3 separate regions of the Mus musculus genome follow, and regions 2 and 3 are each linked to region 1. Evidence: chromatin contacts called from public promoter capture Hi-C data. All regions are on one chromosome and are shown on one strand. The core of a region is the stretch at or near the end of the contact, and the rest is flanking DNA. Distances in the headings are between cores, read along the strand shown. Region 1 holds the start of Dhodh (dihydroorotate dehydrogenase). Region 2 has its middle 23 kb from the start of Psmd7. Region 3 has its middle 94 kb from the start of Gm42040.

What was found. Promoter capture Hi-C pulls out the DNA fragments that hold promoters and counts their contacts.
Region 2: a contact with region 1 is called in a promoter capture Hi-C map of embryonic stem cells, with 5 times the contacts expected there. The contact joins the enhancer-like site here to the promoter of Dhodh in region 1. A contact is called at or near these places in 8 of 39 promoter capture datasets (the HPC-7 cell line, cranial neural crest, embryonic stem cells and 5 more), 2 of 15 datasets of contacts at CTCF or cohesin (large pre-B cells and pro-B cells), 5 of 484 Hi-C or Micro-C datasets (the G1E-ER4 cell line, the N1E-115 cell line, cortical neurons and 1 more) and 1 of 115 datasets of contacts at active chromatin or transcription factors (embryonic stem cells).
Region 3: a promoter capture Hi-C map of cranial neural crest shows a contact between it and region 1. The contact joins the enhancer-like site here to the promoter of Dhodh in region 1. A contact is called at or near these places in 9 of 39 promoter capture datasets (the 3T3-L1 cell line, cranial neural crest, embryonic stem cells and 5 more) and 1 of 115 datasets of contacts at active chromatin or transcription factors (stem cell-derived neural progenitor cells).

The regions. Positions count from the first base shown.
Region 1 is chr8:109,606,443-109,610,305 of GRCm38.p6, reverse strand. Dhodh (dihydroorotate dehydrogenase) reads left to right here and starts at 1,633. Exons shown (of 9, transcript NM_020046.3): 1 at 1,633-1,954. The coding sequence starts at 1,934.
Region 2 is chr8:107,609,416-107,613,278 of GRCm38.p6, reverse strand. No RefSeq gene overlaps it. Among named protein-coding and RNA genes, the nearest start is that of Psmd7, 23 kb to the right of the region's middle. Within about 2 kb of position 2,223, at least 7 of the 459 cell types and tissues checked have an H3K27ac peak or open chromatin away from gene starts, as enhancers often do. A contact at or near this core is called in embryonic stem cells, where this site is marked.
Region 3 is chr8:107,683,452-107,687,314 of GRCm38.p6, reverse strand. No RefSeq gene overlaps it. Among named protein-coding and RNA genes, the nearest start is that of Gm42040, 94 kb to the left of the region's middle. Within about 2 kb of position 1,859, at least 16 of the 459 cell types and tissues checked have an H3K27ac peak or open chromatin away from gene starts, as enhancers often do.

The DNA.
Region 1 (3,863 bases), core at 384-2,883:
TAGACGATACCAACTTTCAGGAAAATACCACGATACAAAATAAATACACCATGGTGGTATATACCTTTGGTCCCAACATTAGGGAACCAAAGGCAGGCAGACTTCTGAGTTCCAGGCCACAGATAAACCCCAAATCAAAACCAAAACTCAAAATCAATATAACAAACCCATCCTCAAGCAGTGAGACAGCTCAGTGGTCAAAGGTGCTTGCTGCCACACCTGACAGCCTGAGTTCTGTCCCCAGAAAGCACATGATGCAAAGACAGGACTGATTCCTGCGAGTTGTACCCTGATCTTTATACATGTACCATGCCCCCGCCCCCACCCCCCCCCAGAGTTATTTACTGGCCTACACATGTCTGCCATAGCAGGCTGCTGTCTGAACTCTCTCACACACAGAACAACAAATTTAAAACAAACAAACAAACATTCAATCACTAACCCAAACTCCTAGATACGTCACTTCTAGGTATAGTCCCTAAATAATCCAAGCTGGCATATGACCGAGGTACCTGTATATCTATGTTTTTTGGAGCAATATTCACAACAGCCAGTTTATGGAAGCAGTAACAGACAAACAGATCAAGATAATGATATATATGATACATATATGGTATGGAACAACATTCAACCATTAGAAAGAATAAAATGAGGTAATTTACAGGAAAATGTATGGGACTGGAGATCATGTTACATGAAGCAAGCCAATCTCAGACTGCTAAATATGCTTTTTTTCTTGTATGCAGGATACAGACCTTAAAAGGACTTATTTTTAGAATTTATGTGTACACACACACACATCTACCTGTTGGTATGGGAAAACCAGTACAGTGCCCCAGAAGAAATGTGGTCCTGGAGTTACAGGCAGTTGTGAGCTACCTGATGTGGGTGCTGGAAACGGAACTTGGGTCCTCGCCAAGAACATCAAGTGCTAACAGCTGAGCTATCTCTCCAGCCTCCTGTAACCTGACCCAAATTATGACCTAAAGTGGGGAAGTATTATTCCAGAAAAGGAAGGGGACCAGTGGGAAGGGGGACAATAGGATACAAACATAAGGTTAAGGGCCAGAGTACGTGGGTCCAATCATCTGTAACTACCGTTCCAGAGGATTCAATGCCCTCCTCTGGCCTCTGTAAACGCTTGGCACAGAGGCACTTGAGTGCTGAGGCAGGATTGGTTTTTAGAAAAACCTGGCCTACACCATAAGATTATCTTAAAAATAAAACCATATTTACTTATCAACACCTCAGAGTTTACTTTTAAAACCAGTGGGTAAATTTTTGTGTGTTTGCATGAGTGTACTTTTTTTTTCCTTCTCCCTGTAGAGACAGGGTTTCTCCATGTTGTAGCCTAGGCTCTCCTGGAACTCATTCTGTAGACCAGGCTGGCCTCAAACTCACAGAGATATGCTTGCCTTTGCCTGCCAAGCGCTGGGATTAAAGGCCGGCGCCACCACTGCCCTGATAAAACAGAATTCTTAGGATTTCTGTTTCAGAAAGGGGGCTATGAAAGCCATACCGCAGCACCGGCATAAAGACAACCGTGCGGAACCTTCGGGCTGCATCGCCCTTTGTTTCCTTCCCAGGGACAGGGAAGCATTAGGGTAGTGCGCACTACCGGGCGCTGGGGTTGGTCTGCAGATTTCGGAAGCGTCTGCTCCCCACTCGAGACTTCCGGAAGCCTCCTCCTCACGGTTGCACCGAAGGAAGGGTGCGCGACTTCAGAGCAGCGTCCCTTAGGAGGCGCGACAGCGACAAGACAGAAAGTAGGCACGTCCCGCCACGGAGCCTGACTCCGGGCAGAGCGCACGCGTTCGGCTGTCCAATCAACGTCTAGGGGCGGGCCGGCTGGTGGGGCTTGGGAGATAGGTGGAGCCGAGCCCACATTCTCCAATGGGATGCAGGCAGAGGCGGGCTTAATGGCAGAAGGAGCATGGCGTGGAGACAGCTGAGAGTGAGTCCTGCGCGGGGAAGCTCATTCGTGGTGTGGATAACCGGCAGGGAGGGGGATGAGGCTGGGAAACTGAAAGGCTGGGACCCTTGAAGTGTGACCTGCACGTGCACAGCTAAGGGCATGCAAAAAGCAAGCGTATGTGGGCAGAGGCTAGGCTGAACCTGAGAGATACGCGGGCATTTTTTTTTTTTTTAAATTGATCCAAGTATCGGGCCTTTGTGAGGACACGATCGCCTACGCTCCAAGGAGGGATGAAATAAGACATAAGGCCACCCTTTTGGATCAAGTGTGGTCAGAATGGAAGTTCCATGTGAAGAGTTCTTAGTTGTGACCCTGGTCTGGAAAAAGGGCACAGATACTGGTGCTTGACTTGAGGAATTTCTGCAAACTCCCCGAGGAGGGAGAATGAATACTTGGTTTGTGTTGCAGGCAAATCTGATCATATCTGCTACTTCCTTGTTTAGTGGACAAATCCCATTAAAAAAAAAAAAAAAAGTGTAGGCGCGCGCGCACGTGCGTGTGTGCACACGTGAGTGCAGATACCCTCTGAGACCAGAGGGTTTTGGATCCTCTAGAGCTCCAGTTGTGAGCCGCCTGACATGGGAGCTGGAACCGAACTCAGTTCCTCTGGCAGAGCAGCACGTGCACTTAAACCAAATCTGTTAGCCAAATGTTGGCTGACGCCTCTCTTCTTTTCTCCTGTTTCATTTAAAGCAGTGTTTTCCTTTTAGTTCCAAGCAGCCGTCTATCCCTCCCCCATGCCTTGGCCCCTCTCATTGGCCTCATCCACCTAGAGATCTCTTCTCCAGCTGCTATCTCCTCTTTAGCTTGTGTCTAACCTTTGAAAGTCAGCTTTTACTCGCTTCCTCAAGATCCTTCCATGATTTATCCCTTCATGTCACTTGTCATGGCTCTATGTTTATGTGGCCATTAGTTTGTCTCTTGGGTTACACTCTCCTGAAGAACAGGTTTGCTTGCCTTTGGTGAAGGATCGAATGAGTGCATTAGCCACATAGCATCTGGCAGTGATAGTTATCGAAAAGCATAGGGAAGCACTTTTGACTGGGTTGTGGTTCTCTGCCCAACAAGACTTAAGCTATGTTTATATTGTAACCACTTTTATATTATACTCATATGACATTTTATGCTGGTAACCTTTCTAGGTATAATTTTAAAGTGTAAACAAACACCATGTTCTTACCACAGTATGAAGGAGAAATGAAAACATGCGTTTTAGTATGTAGAAGTCAGAGCACCACTCACCCCTATAGATGGTCAAATGTTTAAGCCTCTCCTTAGAAATGATTGCCACAGGTGTGCCCTGGTTTACAAGCAGAGCATCATACTCTCTGGTGAGGCTGTAGGGATGACGACTTATTCTTGGTACTGTTGTGTAAGCTGTGTTCCTCAATTACAAGGTGCCAGTGTTCCTGGAAAGTATTCATGTATATGTAAAATCCTGTGGGAGGTAGTTGGTGTTTGAGATGAACTATATATAGCTTGTCCCTTGGCTCAGATAGGAAGCTTTTGTTAAAACCTACATAAATATCAGTAGCAAAGTTTAAACATCATACAGTATACAGGGAAATTAGTGTGTTGGTTTTAAGCAAGGAAGAATACTGACAGGGCTGATTTTTCTACACCTAGTCTATTAGTATTTTTCCTTCATTAACTAAATTTTTCTCATACGGCCTCTAGGGAGCAGTACTGCCTGCCTTGAAAATCCCCTGGCAGATCCCTTGAATAAATAGATACAGCCTCTACAAAGACTGGTGTGTGTGTGGGCAGGAAATGAAGGGGTCAGTGTAAGCAGAGAAGGGCTTTCACTTCGTGTAGATGTTATGTCCTCTTCGTAGGTGTGAAGGGCCAGGAAGGGTGCTGCGTTCCATCCTGATGGGGGCTCCCATGG
Region 2 (3,863 bases), core at 974-3,473, 2.0 Mb after region 1:
GACATCTGTTTTCACCATTCTTGTTTGGGGCGCTGTTAGATGTCCTTGTGCCCTTTCATAAGTGACTAATAGGAAAGACAACTTGACGCAACTTCATTGACGGTTGGTTCCAGTTAGCAGTCGCTCTTTAAACTGCCCGACATAAAAGCATACGTTTTAGGGGGGGAAAGTTGACCCCAAAACTGCTTCATAAAATAAAGCATTTCATTTTTCAAAGCGTTAGGATTGTTTGAGAAGCCCTTGTACTAAAAAGCCCCAAGAGTTCTGGTGTGTGTGTGTGTGTGTGTGTGTGTGTGTGTGTGTATGTATGTGTGTGTGTGTATGTGTGTTTAAAGAGAGAAAGTTAAAAGTTTCCACCTTAAATATCAGAGACTAGAGACTTTATAGTACAATAAGTGTCAGAAATAAAATAACTCCTTTCAAAGTCACATAAAAAAGCAAGTCTCTGTATAAAGTTTTTCTTTCCAACAGCGAGGCATGAAGTTCAGATCATAGCAAATGGTTATGATGGCATTTCTTAAAAGGTGGCCAGACAGTCACATCAGCCCAGACTGCAGACTTCTGGACAAGCCCTCAACTACCCAGCAGCCACTCACTCCATTTGGTTAAGGAAATCCTATAAGGTTTGAAATAAGATAACAAATTCAAGAGGCTAGTGAACGCGGTTTTTAATATTCTGTTCTGCAGAAAGGGACAACACAGAGAAAAGGCAAAAGTGGCCAGCAGTGCTGATTTGGCACAGGAGGGTAGGTGTTTAAGTCCCCCATCGTAAGATGTTCATGTCCCCTTCTCTCAGAGTTCCCAAATTCCCCCATCTCCTTGGGTTAGTACTCAAAGCCTTAAATAATGGATAATTCCTTTTCTGATCTTGGCCTTAGTTCATAACAGACAACCTGGAACTTGCCAATTCTCAGAGTTTTGGGACAAACAAGCAAGTGCCAGTTGGCCACCAGCCACAGGACAAGGGCCGGTGCCTCCTGCTTATCCACAACTCTGTTGTGAACCTCATGCTGAAAATGGTCCAGAGCAACCTACTGCTTACAGAAACACGTCATGGGAAATCGGATACAGCCTTCCACCATCAGCACTGGGTACTGTGTGGCATGAGCCTAGGGTTCCGGGGGCCGGGGAGGCTGAGACAGGAGAGCCTCTGGATCTAGAAACAAAGTGAGACCTGATCCCCAAAGGGAAACACAACACAAACTCATACACACACATACACTCACACACTCACAACACACACACATATATTCACATCAGATACACATTCATACACACACACCAGACACACATGCACATACTACACACTCACATACTCACACAACACACATAGATTCACACACCACATATACTCCCACAGAACACACACTCCAACACAACACACATATTCACACAAAACACACAATACACACACAACACGTTCATACAGTACATACAACACACACACACCAAATTTCCCACTAAGCAAACGCAGTTCTTTTCTCAAATACACAAACAGGCATGATTTCTTTATACAGATGATTGGTTTGGTTTGGGAATTGGCTTATTTCCTTCTCCATACCCTATCTTCCCCTCCCCCATCCTCCTCCTCCTCCTCTTCCTCTTTCCCCTTCTTTTTCTTCTTCTTCTTTTTTTTTTTTTTTTGTTTTATTCATCAGTGGTGAGTGTATACACACATGGATAACACAAAACTAATATGGAGGTCAGGGGATCTAACGTCTGTCCTGTCCTTCTCCCATTTGAAAACCAAGGACTGCTCTCAGGTTGCTATGCTTGGCTGCACATGCCCTTGCCCACGGACCCATCGCCCCAGTCCTCCAGCCCACATTTTCTATAGCAACAACTTTCTTTTAAAATCAGGGAGGGCGTTGTAGCACATGTTGGAAATTGTAGCACTGTGGAAGCAGAAATAGGCAGATCCCGGGGCTGTAGACTACCTGCCTTTGGAACACTGACCTGCTTGTCCGGTGGTTACGCTAGTCTTGGCTCCCTGTCTGCTCCAATAAACTCATTTAATCTTAAAAAAGAAAAAAAGAAAAGAAGTGACCCACCCCTGAGGAACCACACCCACAATAGTCTCTAGTCTCCATGCACTTAAGAAAGAAACAAAGAAGCAAAGAAAGAAACAAAGAGGGAAACAAAGAAGGAAATCAGCCTAAGGTAGAGATGGAAAAGGCCCAATCCAATCTGAAAGACTGAGGTGAGCACAGGAAGAATGGCTGATGCTCGCAGTCCGCTCAGACACCAGAGCCCCAGCTGCGGCTCAAGCCTGCCAGGAGACTGCCAAGCCTACCCCGTCCTCACACGCCAGGGGTGGCTTGCTTTCTCTCCTACGGAGATAATGGGCTTTTCAGCACTTTCACCAAATTACTGACAGGAGGACCTATTTCCCCTTCCCGGGAAAGCGACCGATAGCGACAGAAGCAAGAATCGCTTTAACCACTAAATTATACATCGAAGAGGACGAGGGGGTTACACGAAACTCCTACGGAATTCCATTGCAAAGTCCTTCGCCGCTCAAACTTTGTACAAATGGGCTAACAAAAGTATCTGACCTGGAATTTTCCTTCCTGGATCCTTTCATGGTTTCCACCTCAGGACTTAGTCGCATAATAATTTTCCCTCTTTTAAAAAAAAAGGTAATTTTTTAAATTGTGTATATCTGTATGTATCTGTGCTTTTTGTTTGAGAGACCATAACATTTGGAAGGGTAAGGGAGAATCTGGAAAGAGTTAGGGGAAGGGAAAGAATACAATTTAAATATTTTAGAAAAATAAAACTTAAAGAAGACAGGTGTAGGGGTGCATGCCTTTGATCTTAAGAGGCAGGTGGATCTCTTTGAGGCCAGCCTGGTCTATATAGTGAGTTCCAGAACAGCCAGGGCTATGTAGAGAGACCCTGTCTCCAATAAAAATAAAAATAAAATAAACGTTTAAATACATTTAAAAATAGTGATTTTTACTTTTTAATCATGCATGCCTGTGTCTTTTCCTGTGTATGAGTATGTCCATGTGAGTGTAAGCATCCACGGAGACCAGAAGAGGGTGCTAAATGTCCAGGAGCTGGTTGTGAACCACCCCATGTGGCTGCTGGGAACTGGACTCCGGTCCTCTCCAAGAGCAGCGAGAGCTCATAACTACAGAGCCATCTCTCCAGCCTGACGCCCCCAACCCATGTTATTTTTCATTAACATTGCAATTAAGAAGCATAGCTAATTGTTGTGGAATTACAAAATACTGAAAGGTCCCTTGTTTGACCCTCTTGGTTTTCTGAGAATGAAGCAACCATGTCACTGGCTCAGTTAGGAATAACATTCCGGTTTTTTTTTAATTTATTTATTTATTATATGTGTGTACACCGTAGCTGTCTTCAGACACTCCAGAAGAGGGCATCAGATTTTTGTTACGGATGGTTGTGAGCCACCATGTGGTTGCTGGGATTTGAACTCAGGACCTCTGGAAGAGCAGTCGGTGCTCTTAACCACTGAGCCATCTCACCAGCCCCACATTCCGGTTTTAACATTGGTACACATATTACCACAATGTCCACAGGGTCTAGGTCCAAATTATTGCCATTTTCCCGGGTAATCTTTGTGCCCAGCTCACAGCCAGGCACAAGTAGAAGCTTAACAAATACTATCAGGTGATGGGTATGCTCAATTATAGAATATTTAAAACTGCCCTATGTTTAAGTCTCTCAAACAGCAAAACAATTGCAGCTCTTACATACACCTTAGCTCAGCACCTGACCAGTTCATTCGAGAAGCACACCAACGTGCAACCAAAGCTCAGAAAGCAGCTGAAAAATATTTCCCCTCTTGTGGATCATCCCTGTCTTCTCAGACCACAAAACACAAAGCCAAC
Region 3 (3,863 bases), core at 610-3,109, 1.9 Mb after region 1:
TTCTTTTCTTTGAAAGCTACAAAATATTTGTGGCTAAGAACAGAGCATTCTGAAGACCATCAAGGTCACAGCTGCAAAGGGGTGAGTTGTCTGGCAACATTAAAAGGGACAAAGAACAAAAGGAGAAAAGCAAACAAAAACATGGTTGCAAAATACAGGGACCTGGGAACCGGCTTTCCTATTTGGCCTTGGCCCACAAAAGCAAAAGGCAGCACTGAGGGGGGTAAAACCCATTACCAAAGCTGCGGGTCAGCGCTCCTTAACTGAAGTTTCACTGGGCTGAATTCCGAACTACCCATTTCAGTTTAGTTAGTACAACTCAGCAAATGCGTTCTACCTCAATGACCTTCCAACCTTGACCCAGTGAGATTTGAAGCAACAGTGTCCCAGCTTTTACTATGTCTTTTTTTTTAATCAATGATGCCCCAAATTTCAACGTATTTTTAAAATCTCTTTTTTTAAAATGTCTAGCTTGTATAAATGGCATAAAATACATGTACTATCATAGCAGTACAGGTAGCTTACTAAATTCGGGAATACAACCATGAGGTGAATGGTTTGTTTTAGTCTGCTGAGCAGGCGCAGTAGTGTACGCCTATAATCCCCAGGATGAGGAGCTGAGGCAGGGAATTATAACATGAAGAAAGGCTAGCCTGGTCTACATGGTGAAACACTGCTTCAAGAAAACAAGCAAAAAAGGAAAACTTAATGACTGGTCTGTGGTCAACAAACTGCAGAGACACTGACCCCAGAGTACTAGTGTGGGGGCCTAGAATGGCCATTTTTACAGCCATCCAAAGGACCCTGGTAGACATTTTACCTAGACAAATTCATTTTACTCTTTATAACACTTCCACATTTAGGCTTCGGTGAGACGGCTCAGCCGTAAAAGTGCTTGCTAAGCCACCCTGACAACTGGGAGTTCTGGAACCCACAGTGGAAGGAGAAAATCCACAAGGTGTCCTCTGACCAGCACACACACACAATAAATAAATAAGCAAACAAACAAACAAATAAATATCACAAAGGCTAGTAGTACTCTAGCCTACACACACACTGTCTGTAGTTTCACTTATCATGGGTAACAACAGTCCAGAAATATTTACAGAAATTTGCATAACTATGGTCTAATCTTAAATTGTCATCCTGAGTGATGACCTCTGCCACTAGTCCATCCTGGCCCTTCGAAGACGTGAATTTTCCATTGGTACCCAGTCTGAGCGCGTGGCTCTCCTCGGCAACTTAAAAACAGAGAGCGCATCCACGTGACTTGCTACAGCATATTATTCCAATCATTTTATTATATTATATACTATCACTAATCTCTTACCATGTTTAACTTATAAACATGATTTTCTTTTAGGTATATATGTCCAGGACAGAAAAATATACAGCGTTGGGTACGCTGTCCTTGTAGGCAACCACTGGAGAGAGTCGGGGACACAAATGGGAGATGACTATTACAGCAGCCAACTCTGAAGATGAAAGGCCATGAGGCACGGGTGCTTCGTCATTTCCCAGGCTCAAACAGCTTAGGAAGTTTAAGAGGCAGAATTGGAATCCCATTTGGCACCTAATCAGTGACATAATCTCACTAAGTTAGAAAAACACAATTGACCCCAAACCCAAGGTAAACAGAAAGAATTAGAGAACATGTGCGCGCGTGTAGAATTGGGGGGGGGGGGGGGGTTGCCTGTGTGTGTCTGTTTGTGTGTCTGAGTCTCAGGGGTTGCGCCCCGAGAGCCACAACCCTTGTCTTTTGTAAGTTTGTGTTTTTGAGACGCGGTCTCCCGAGAACGGGCTGATTCAGCTAACATAGCCAGCAAGCTCCAGTGATCCTCATGTCTTGCCTCCCCAACGCTAAGATTCCAAGCTTTTACCAGGTGTCCAACATCAAACTCAGGTTCTCATCTGAGCAGCAAGCACTTTGCCAATTAGAGACAACTTCCAGGTAGAGCCTCCAGGGGGCGCTCCATTGGCTGCATCAACCCCCAACAAGCTAGCAGAACAAAATCCCTCTTCTCTTTCACGGGAGTCACCTTTTTCTGGCATCTTGAGGCGAGACACTTCTCAAAAGTCAAAGGTAGAAAATAAGACGCAAAAAAATCGCATCAATAAAGTATCATCAGCCAGAACCGCTCGCTGCCCGTTTTCCTTTGAACGCAGCCTTTGACCGTATGGAACTCATTTTCACCATCTGCCACTCCGTGTTTCTGCCTCCTTTATAGTAGTTCCTTCTCCAAACACTCGGTAGCTTCCTCTCTTCACATTTGTAAATGCTGTTGACTGTGGATAGGATCCATGTTTACTTTCTACTCGAAACCCCATAGGAAAGCTTGTTTTAATCAACCGCAGATGCTTCAGGTCCGCTCTGCTTAGCTTGGCCCAGAACTTCAGAGGGAAATAAAAGAAAAATCTTTATTTTATATTTCAATTGTAGATTGCTACAGACTAAATACAGCGCCAAACTGTTATTGGAAACAACACAGCCACTGGAATAACGATAGCCAACATCGCGTTTTTACAATTATAATTTTTTCTGGCATTTGTTTAACCCAAGATGGTTCCTGTATTTTATAAAAGGGTTTTTTTTTTCCTTCCCCAACTACTCCGAATGAACCTTTATGGAAGCTGTAGAAGTTAGTAATTTATTTTTAATACATTCTTGTACATTTGAAAAAAATTGAAATTATAGCACAATACATAGTCATTAGTTTTTTATGGTATCCTTTTGAATTCCTTCAAAAACACTCATTAGCCAGCCCTAGCATCCAGTGACTTTGCTTGTAGGGTTTGACTTGGGACATGTAGTTCATAATGAAGAAAAACATTTTTCTCAAAAGTGACACCAGAACTGGGTCTGGAGAGATGGCTCGGAGGTTAAGAACACTGACTGTTCTTCCAGAGGTCCTTGGTTCAATTCCCAGCACCCATGTGGCACCTCACAACTGTCAGTAACTCTTGTGCCAAGGGATCTGACACCTTCGAAATGCAATAAAAAAAATTTTAAGTGGCCCCAGAATGAGTACAACTAATTCCAGGGAGGACCTAGTGTGGCTCTCTGTAGCTCCAGGGAGGACCTGGTGTGGCTCTCTGTAGCTCCAGGGAGGACCTAGTGTAGCTCTCTGTAGCTCCAGGGAGGACCTGGTGTGGCTCTCTTTCTGTAACTATTTCATTATACATGTCATGTCTGTAACCACACACTTTCCTACCCACTCCCAAGTTCCCCAAAATAACAACTCTGAGACTTCTTATATACGAATATATGCCTAGTCCAATAGCTTTGGCTCATTTCCACTAGCTCATAAGTCAGTTATCCTGTTTAAACCAGTCTAAGATATGCCATGTGGCTAGTCACCTCTCCTTTGGTTTCACGTGACCCTCTTCCTCAGAGTTCAGGTCAAATCCTTCTACTCCTGAATCTGTCCCAGAAATCCCCTCTCTTTACCAGAACACCCACTTTCCTATTTCCTGCATAAGCTGACAGGCCAACAGCATCGCATTGACAGGTGATGCTTCCACACAACGCACCAGAGATTCTCTTTACACATGTCAAACCTCACTGTGTACTTATTGTTATGAAATATATAAGATGGCCAGGGGGTGCCTGGCAGGCCCACACCAAGGTGTCCCCTGAGAAATAACACCAGACAACAGATTTGGTACAAAGGGGGAAGGGAGAGGAGTGAGAGACTAGAGAAGAGGTAGAGGCAGGCAGACAGGAGAAGACCCATGAGGGCAGAGAAGGGAGGATAGAGAAGGAGAGAGAGAGCACACACAGAGGAGAACACATGGGAATAGAGAGAAAGCTGGGGTGGCAAGCAATCCTTTTATATGCCACCCACAACTGGCAGATGATGACA